Linked DNA regions of Mus musculus: regions 1 and 3 are each linked to region 2. A link is a contact called in public Hi-C data. All regions are on one chromosome and are shown on one strand. The core of a region is the stretch at or near the end of the contact, and the rest is flanking DNA. Distances in the headings are between cores, read along the strand shown. Region 1 overlaps Atg10 (autophagy related 10). Region 2 overlaps A830009L08Rik (RIKEN cDNA A830009L08 gene). Region 3 overlaps Ssbp2 (single-stranded DNA binding protein 2).

Region 1 (2,982 bases), core at 414-2,913, 160 kb after region 2:
GGGGTTGAATTAACAAAAGGCAAGAATTTAAAGCATTCACTAAAACAGATGTCTATTTTATTATTCCAACTATATGTAATCATAATTATTTGGCTAATAAAGTATTATCTAAAAAAGTCCTTAGGTGACCTTCCTGAATTAATAGATAAGGTCCCTTACAATATTAATTATTGCTATGTAAATAAATGTTTCTCTGGAGCTTCAAACTAGTTGTTTACATTATAAATGATCTCTCTCCCTTTCTCTTTGGTTTCAGTTTTGAGATAGGCTCTGACCTTGAACTTTATACGTTATCAAAGATGACATTGAATAGTCTCTCTCCTGCCACTACCTCCCAAGTCCTGGAATTACAGGCTTGTGTCATCACACCTGGCTATACTAGAATTTTCTTAGGACACTATTTTTGTCTAGAGCCATGGTTCTCAACCTGTGAGTTGAGACCCCTTTGGAGGTCACGTATTAAATATTTACATTATAATTCACAATAGTAGCAAAATTACAGCTATGAAGTCACAACAGAATAATTTTATGGTTGGGGTCAACACAACATGAGGAGCTCTTTCTCTTTTTTTTTCATATTGAATCAGTTCTTTATTTATTCTTTAACCTTTTTTTACATTCCAGTCATTATCCCCCTCTGGTCCGCCCTCTGTCTGTTCCTCATCCCATACATCCAACCCTGTCTCCAAGAGGATGTCTCCCCCCATCCCCACATCACCAGACCTCCCCACTGCCTGGGGCCTCAAGTCTCTCGAGGGTTGGGTGCATCTTTTCTCACTGGGGCCAGACCTAGACAGTCCTCTGCTGTATATGTGTCAGGGGCCTTATATCAGCTGATGTATGCTGCCTGGTTGGTGGCTCAGTGTCTAAGAGACCTTGGGGGTCCAGGTTAGTTGAGACTGCTGGACTTCCTATGGTGTTGCCCTCCTCCTCAGCTTCTTCCATCTTTTCCCTAACTCAACCACAGGGGTCCTCAGCTTCTGTCCATTGGTTGGGTGTAAGTATCTGCATCTGACTCTTTCAGCTGCTTGTTAGCCCTTAAGGGTCCCAGAGTTAGGAAGGTTGAGAGCCGCTGTTCTAGAGAGTAATGGTAATAGTAATGGTAATGGTAATGGTAATGGTAATGGTAATGGTAATGGTAATGGTAATGGTAATCCTGAAATCATGTCAAAGCTCAGCACTCAAAGAGTCTCCAGGATTAAGGACTGGGATATTTGAGAACTGCTTAATAACAAAGATCGTACAGAATGTTTAGTCTTTTGATTCTATTCTAAAATAATGTAAAAAAGCCTGATATGCTCAAGTATTTCCCTATACACAATTGGTAGTGTTCTCTGCTAAAGGCTTTCTGTGAGTTGCCTGAAGTCTTTTTCGAGAACAGGTTTTCCCGTCTGACACTTCAGTTGATTCATGGCCGGCTCAGGCTCTTGCTTCTGTGCTTCCTGGTTCCTGTGTGCATCTGAGAAACCTGAACGTTTGTCCCTGGTTCCTGCGATGTAGGACTGAGTTGGGAGATGCAGGTCCTGCGCCAGCTCAGAATGTCACTGGGCTGAAGCCATGGTCTCCTTGGGGTTATTTCCCTAAACCAAGCTCTGACTGGTGGCTCCTGGGTGCTTGTGGGTGTTCTCAGATGTACTGTTTCCTTAGTGACTCAACACTGTATTACTTCGAGACATGGTCTTGCTTGGTGGTGCAGCCTGCTTCCGCTGAACTGGGATTACAGGCATGAGTCACAGTGATAATCAGAGATTTTTAACCCCTAGGGGCCTTTCCTCAGGCCCTGTGTGGACAGCTGACTTCATTTGTGCCTTTATTAAATTTACTCTTGGGTAGTTTTATAGTTTTTATTACTATTATGTTTGAATTTTCATTCATATTATATGTTCTCTGAGTTCTATTAAGGAATCACTATCTCTGCATGTCAATATTACACCAGTAACTTTGCTGGGTCCATACTGCATTCTTTGTGATATTCCTGTGTTGTTTCACAATCGAGAAGGAACATGGTAAGCAATACTCCTAACAGCTCTCTGTCTTTAGCTTAATTTAATTGTTCTGATAGTCAATGAGTCTAAGTCCCTCCCTCCCTCCCTCCCTCCCTCCCATTCTTCCTCCTTCCCTCCCTTCCTTATTCCTTTTCTACCTCTCTTGGTGTTAGGAACTGAAGCTCAGGTATAGGTTTCTGACTCTTATAAAGTTACTTTTTATTTGGCAGCAATAAATTTTAGAATTATAGCACACAGTAAGAAAAAGCGGTGTTCTCAGATACCCTTTATGCTACTTTTTGAGAATCAGGAAAATGGATCAGTGTTCCTGGAAATTCTCAGAAATCTCAAAATTATGATTATTTTTAAAACACATTTCTAACCATTTTCACACTCTGTAGATTGGATAGCTGGAACTCATGTTTAAAGACTAAAATATACTAAATTTCATGGTGCTTTCAAAGAGCTAGAACTTTCAAGAATATTTCAATAATGAAAAACATAATTTAAGATCCAGGTTTTCCGGTAAGGTAGTGAATAAGCCCCTCATGTCCCCCTTTGGCTTATAACCTCCTGGGAACCATGCGGGAAGTTTCTCTTTGCCCTTTGCCCTTTTTATTTTGTTATGTTTTTAAGACAGAGGCTTATGTAGCTCTGGTTTGACTTTCAATTCATCATGTAACTGAGGCCGGCCTTGAACTTCTGATCCCTTAAACTCTGCCTCCCAAGTGCTGGGATCACAGGCAGGTTCCACTGTATCTATCTCTGCCCGCCCCCTTCTGTATTAGCTGGAAGCAAGGTAACACTGTTAACATTTCAGAGATCTAATAGAGTAGGACTGGGGTCTGTATGCCATTGGGTGTGAAACGAGGTAGTTCTAGAGTTCGGGGGAGCCTTCGGGCGGGGAGACATTTCTGCCAGAAGTTCTTCACTGTAATTGTAAACTATGGTCTGAAGAATTAGTTTTTAAGATTGGACTTTGTTGCTGGCCAGTCTC
Region 2 (3,341 bases), core at 160-2,659:
TGCGGCCACCTGTCCAGCAGCTCTGGTTTTGGCAGTGCGGTCCTGATGCCTGCATTGCTGGACCCAGCTTGAGAGCTTCCTAAAATATCCCTGGGGCTGATGCAATAGCAGTTTGTGGCGGAGCTGCATTGCCATGTGGTGATGGAATAACCTGGTGATGTAGAGGGAGCCTTTTAAGTCTTCGTGGGATCTGACCCAACGAGCCCTACTGAGAACAAGCCAGGTGGCACAGTGGTTAGTTCTCCGGTGTGGGAAGAATGGCGTTCCCCTTCACCCATCTACATCACTGCTCAGCCAGGGCATGGCAACTCTCAGGAGGGCAGTCCTGAGCAGTCCTGAGCAGTCCTTTCACAACCCTTCAGCTCTCTGAATGTCAAGAGATGCAAGGTTACCTAGTCCACCTTCACCCTGAAGAGAGCCCCCTGCTCTAGAATACCTTCTGGGTGACGACCAACTTGTGTTAGGGAAAGGAAGAGGAGCCCCTGGTCTGAAAGAAGAACTGAAAGATATTAGGACACAGTAGCACCCTAAGCTAGGCTATGGTCATCTCCAAATAAAAATGGTTGCTCAAGTTCTATGCCAGCTCTGGTTGTGCACAACAATTTGAATTTTCCATTGTGACTTCATCTTGCCAAAGAGTAAAACTCTTTTCTCCCTCTCCCAGGCCATTCTGTCTCTTAGAGGGTCAAGTGGGTCTGGCCCGAAGGGAAAAAAAATCCCCTTTACTAAAATGTAAAGTGCCAATCACCCCTACCTTCATCCCCACCCCTGATGCCCAAAGTGCTCAAAACTAAAATCTGCTGCATCTTTTCAGCAAGTAATCAACACAAGTTGAAAGACACATGCTGTTGCATTTCTGATCAGATTGTATGTGAGGCAGGAAAATATACTGCCCCCGTGCCCCTCCCCGCCTCATTTTAAAACATTTTTTTGGGGGGTGGCTAAATGCATGTCTGTTTAAAGAAGCCACCAGGCAGTGCCTCTCACTTTGTCTTGGCAGGGCACAACCATCAGACGAAGTGGGAGGAAGAAACATTAACTTCAACAGCTGTTTCTTGACCCCGGCTGTCAGTCTTCCCAAGAATAAATTTTGGAGAGTCCTATTTGAAACAAAGAGGGAGTTTTGGGGGAGAGAAAAGTTGGTTGGTTCCAGGGCAGCCGCCCAAAGAAGCAGGGAACAAGATGTTTGCAGTTACCACGCAGCCTGCAAGCCTCTGCCGGGTGCAGGCAAGGAGCAAAGTAACTTGAAAGCTCCCCTCTCGGCGCCCTGTGCCTGCAGCTTCCCCCCCTAACGCGCGCCCAGATCCAGCGCCGGTGGTAAGAGCCGAAGCTCGACTACAGTAATTCCCCAGCTCGGGCGGCTTGAAACTGCTCGGGCTGAATAGCATTTGCTGTTCCGTCCTGTGGCAGCCTCCCGCCGCCGCTGCCGCGCTCCCTGCAAAGCAGCTCTCATTATCCCGGAAGTTGTGCTGACACAGTCTCGCTGCCACCAGAAGTTTGTCAACATCAAACTTCTCCTGTGTGGGGTACGTTCACCTTCCACGAGTATTTAATCGAGCCAACAAGCAAACAAACAAACCCAAATAAACCTGCCCGTGATGTCATGGTCTTTTTTTTTCCCCCCTCTCTCTTTCCTGGAAAGGCTGGGGGCTTTTGGGAATTTGCTGGTGGGCTCTGAGAGCGACTGTGGGTTTCTAGAGGCTGGGTTGGGGCGGGGGGCAGGGACCTGCTCGAGTGGGCAGTGAGAAAGGGGCTGCGGGGCACTTGGGGCTGGAGGCTGGAGGGCTTGCAGAGAGAACTGGGGCCGAGCGGCAGATTGGTCCTGCAGCCTGTTGGCTTCCGCTTGTTTTTGAGGTTGCACCAGTTGGGCGAAGGTGGCTTTGCATCCTAGCCCCGCCACAAAGGTTATTTGAAAGCAGTGGCTAGGCAAAGTAGAAGAGTGCCTCCCCACCGCCTATGCCCACTGTGCATTTAAAACTCTTACAGGACGTTTAAACCTTTTTCGGAATAAAGGGCGTTGAGGTCATAAAATGAATTTTGAGACTTCACACTGCCACACAAGGGGAATCCTGGGATATAACCATTTCTGTCCTTAGTGGGTCTGTTCAGATACCAAGATGAACTCTCTAAACTTCAGACTCCGTGCCCTTTCAGCTCTCCTCTATAGTTTAAGTTGCCAGGCACCTGGTTTGGGTGTTTGTGGTTTACAGTTGCTCCCCACTTAGATGCTTGGTGCTACCCCCAAAGCTAGGGTGAGGAGTGGACAAGGCAGCTGGGATGAACCCTTTCCCTTTCATACATACGTTTAGACATTCCATCCTGCTCAGTTTGGGTGGGCCTGAAAGAACTGAGAGGGAATGGGCCTTCTTGAAGCTTGGGCACCACAGTTTTTCCAGCAAGGGGCTGATGAAAGGAGTTGCTGATCCTGACTTTGGATTTAATTTCTGGGGGCTAGAGCTACTGCATTCAAATCCAGGACCTTAGATAATGGGGGTGATACCCCCCCATTTCCAAGGTTATACACGGGTAACCACAAGGGTCCAGTGTCTCAACAGTGGGCAGACCAAAGCCTGGCTCCTTGAATTGGAGTCGTATCCACAGAAGAGACAGCAGTATTCTTCCCTATCCTCAAAAATAAATTTGAGTGGAAATAAACATCTCCGAAGAGAAATTATCCAACTCTACCCTTGCTGGAACGGGGAGGAAGTTGAATCCACTTAGAGAGCCAGGAGCTAAGTTTTTCTTCTTGCTGGTCTGCTGACTATGTGTTTAGAAAAATTAGCCTGTAGGCGTGGATCTTCAATAACAAGAAGACACTTTTCTTGTTTTTCAAACTAACCTAAACAAGGAAGTTGTACTAGCCTCCAGGGCTCAGTTTACCTCAGACATGGACCAAACCAAGTAACGACCACGGAGGACAGAATGCCAACCTAAGGACTCTGGGTAGCAGAGGCATTTCTCAGGCCTGGAATGTGCTTTTGGCAAATACATAGATTTAACTCCAATCATAAGGCAGGATGCCCTCACACATATGTAGTCCCACACATAGAAGCCACACCCAAAGCACAAGGGAAAATGTGTTTTGCTGAATATACAGTTGCCCTCTAGAGTGAATTTTTCTCCTTTGGCCCTGCTTCAAAAAATTTTCAATTATCCAGACTTCTTTTCTTAAGGTTATATTTTAATCTTATTTATTTATTTCTTCATAGTCTACAAATGTGACTCGACATGTACCACAATGAAAGCTGTGAATCGAGGCGAGGTGGAGGACTCCATCTATGATTCCATATGCAGGAATATTTCCTCCTGGTTGTTAATCTGTCATAGTGTAAAAAGCCTGA
Region 3 (3,009 bases), core at 149-2,648, 170 kb before region 2:
TTCTAGCAACCACATGTTGGCTTAGAACTATCCATACTGAGATCTGACGCCCTCTTATGGTGTGTCTGAAGACAGCTACAGTGTACTTAGATATAATAATACTAAATAGTTTTTTTAAAAAAAAGATTTGATTTCCAGCTGCCAGGTAAAAGGAACTACACTTACGATAATCTTATCAGTTACATAGTTTAGAATACAAATGTATAGACCTAAGATTATTTTAAATGGTACTTTATATTTCTATGTTATAAACTAAAATGCATAGGGCTTTTTAATTAAGCCATCAAATGGTAAGATTTTGTGAGCCTGTATTTCCAAATTCCACAGGTTTAAAAAGATATTTACCTCAGAGGAAAGAAGTTTCCTGGAATTTTGATTTTTAAAATTAATGGAAAAAAGTAGGAACATTTGTATACAAGCATAAACAGGAAGTAAATTTTCTAATAATATATGCTCTAGAGGATGGCAGCAAACTGAAACTGGGAACTGCATGTTTCACCAGAGTACACCAGTGACAGACAAGCGTCTGCAGAGCTCAGGTCAGACGTAAGACTGAAGCTTACAAACCATCTGCTTCCCTCAACAGCACAAGCCCTCTCCTCCCCAAGGCTGTTGGCTGTCCTTTCTCTTGTGTGTGTGCTTGTGTGTGTGTGTGTGTGTGTGTGTGTGTGTGTGTGCGCGCTCACGCATACACACATGCATCTGTCTGTCCATCTTCCACACATCCCACCTCTCCCATTCTTTTCTTTGACTTTTCACTCTTAGGTTGTGTTTTATGTTAACTCTGGAACTAGTGGGAAAGCACAGAACTAATCATGGAATACACTTAGTTTAACATGTGAGGGTGGTAAACCACAATGCTCCAGACTCTGTAACTCCTAATCTGGCCCCTGCCTTTTGTCCTAGCTGAGAATATGCCCTTTCCTAGTACTACAACCTCAGATCAACTGGTTTAAACTACCTGTTACAGTCAAGGCCCTCTTGTGACTCTACAGGAACTGTCACTTGCCCTTGACACTTTCCCTCTACTGCCTTTCAGTTCAGCTTTGATTTACTTCCTCCGCAATGCCTCTCCTTATGCTTCCAACATTTGTGAGTATGGCTCCTGTGTTTATATTTGTATTATAAATATATTTTTATATTTTTATTGTAACACACATACTTCTGTTATATTATGTTTGACTTGCTTATCTAGCCCACCAATTTTCTGGATGGTGATATAGTTGCATTTGTATTTAGTAAACAGGCTTAAACAAAAAAAAATTCCAACTTCAAATCCATTTGAAAAGTGACAGGAAGTCATAAAATTATATTTTATTACTCATTGGTCATAGCTGGTTCCAATAATACCAGCAGGCTCCTGAGTAGTGACAAAGGGAACCACTAACACAGGCCAACTTCCTTCATCAGACCACAGACTTAGGCCCAGTTCTAAACTCTTAAGACAAGACAGCCATGTATCTGTTGGATTGAATTCAGCCCTCAGTAAAAGTTTCACTCTGGACAATGGTCAGGAATACTCTTTCATCATGCATTGTTTTGGAAGGGTAGAGTCATACCTTTTTGGTAGTTCTCAGAAGAGCCCTTAACTTCAAAACTGTGAATTATCCATGATTCACATACACAAAGCAAATGCTGAAAAGAACGCATTCATAGTTTTATGGGGAAAAACCCAAGAAAATATTTTTAAATATTGCATATGCTGTATGTTAAGTTCAACAAACTTTAAAGTTTAAAGTATTTACATGCTAATTATTAACATTAATTTTGATTATCTCCAAATTAAGTTACTTCAAAGTTCAAAGTCCAGGTGTCCTTCTGAATCTCTGAGTCACAGAAAGGAGAGACAATGGCTGGTTTAAAAGCTATTCCTTCTGATAGCTGATATAAAAAACTAAAGTCTAGCACAAAAAGGGACAAAGGATGAAGGACATTATTATTGATCGCCATGCTGCAGATATAGGTTAAGTTATTGAAGAAGTAGCAAAAATGAAGTAGGCATAAAAACATAAACATAGAGAAAAACTAGACATCCTCACTCTTTTAATCCGCGTATCCAATATGAACATCTGTGGTAATCACAAGCATCAGCACATCCATAAAGATGCCAATAAAGAGAAGACTTGGCGGCACCTAGGAGGTAACTGTGAAGTTAGGGCTGAAGACAGCACAGGAGCAGAGCACTCCCAGCATGCACTGGACCCCAAGCTCAATCCCTTTACTAGAAAGGAAAAGAACAGTCTCGATCTAAACACCTTAAATCCATCACTTACCAAATTACAGTTTTGATTTTTTTTTTTTAACACTATACGAGAGACCAGCCTTAAACCCAGAAAACAGCGCAATGACCTTGCGCAACTGTAGTGGAATGGACGGTTGGCCCAATTACAGGAACAATGTTCAAACAAAGGCTTGCACCTGTTCCTGCTGTGTGTGCGACAAACAGAGGAAACCCACAACCACAACTGAGCAAGTGTGGTTCCAGTGCCACAGAACTTCAACTAAGTCATGCCTGTGGGGGAGAGGCTGGCTAAAAAGATGATGATTAAATAATGTACAAGGGAACTACATGCCTGGCCCTTTATTTCCTTCCTTTAAAGATGATGTTGAAAATGAGTGGCCAAGGCAACAGATGATACTTCTGATAGAGATGGAGACAGAGGGAGGGTGCAAGGAAGAGAGACAGAGACAGAGACACAGAAAGAACCAGCTAGCCTAGCTTAACCAAAGATCTGTCCTACCAATTGCTGCTGCAGAAAAGTATATCTGTATATACTGTGTCACAGTGACTTTATATGCATCAGTATTATCTTGGCTTTAAACAGTATCTAGCAAGGTTTTTTGTGTTTCTAATCTCACCCCCCCACACTCTCTCTCTCTCTCACACACACACACACACACACAAACACACATGTCCTCAGGCCTCCCTCCCTTCCCTCTTCCTCAGCCCCATTGGTTATATATAAATACTTACGATGATTTCCCACCTAAACCATACACTACCACAAT

The links. Hi-C and Micro-C count contacts between places; a contact is called where the count stands out from the background.
Region 1: a Hi-C map of uterus shows a contact between it and region 2, with 4 times the contacts expected there. The contact joins two enhancer-like sites. A contact is called at or near these places in 7 of 484 Hi-C or Micro-C datasets (the HPC-5 cell line, LSK cells, conventional dendritic cells and 4 more) and 4 of 115 datasets of contacts at active chromatin or transcription factors (Th17 cells, large pre-B cells, memory CD8 T cells and 1 more).
Region 3: a Hi-C map of LSK cells shows a contact between it and region 2, with 4 times the contacts expected there. The contact joins two enhancer-like sites. A contact is called at or near these places in 3 of 484 Hi-C or Micro-C datasets (LSK cells, Th17 cells and granulocyte-monocyte progenitors), 1 of 115 datasets of contacts at active chromatin or transcription factors (double positive thymocytes) and 2 of 9 other capture datasets (adipose tissue and liver).

What each region holds. Positions count from the first base shown.
Region 1 is chr13:91,205,077-91,208,058 of GRCm38.p6, reverse strand. The region is part of intron 2 of Atg10 (autophagy related 10); the gene reads left to right. Among named protein-coding and RNA genes, the nearest start is that of Atg10, 17 kb to the left of the region's middle. Within about 2 kb of position 1,663, at least 69 of the 459 cell types and tissues checked have an H3K27ac peak or open chromatin away from gene starts, as enhancers often do. A contact at or near this core is called in pancreatic cancer cells and uterus, where this site is marked.
Region 2 is chr13:91,369,084-91,372,424 of GRCm38.p6, reverse strand. A830009L08Rik (RIKEN cDNA A830009L08 gene) reads left to right here. Exons shown (of 3, transcript NR_045161.1): 3 at 1,001-3,341. Among named protein-coding and RNA genes, the nearest start is that of A830009L08Rik, 17 kb to the left of the region's middle. Within about 2 kb of position 1,409, at least 412 of the 459 cell types and tissues checked have an H3K27ac peak or open chromatin away from gene starts, as enhancers often do. A contact at or near this core is called in LSK cells, Th17 cells, double positive thymocytes and 3 more, where this site is marked.
Region 3 is chr13:91,540,645-91,543,653 of GRCm38.p6, reverse strand. All of the region lies in intron 3 of Ssbp2 (single-stranded DNA binding protein 2), which reads right to left. Among named protein-coding and RNA genes, the nearest start is that of Gm41016, 8.1 kb to the right of the region's middle. Within about 2 kb of position 1,398, at least 93 of the 459 cell types and tissues checked have an H3K27ac peak or open chromatin away from gene starts, as enhancers often do. A contact at or near this core is called in LSK cells, Th17 cells, double positive thymocytes and 1 more, where this site is marked.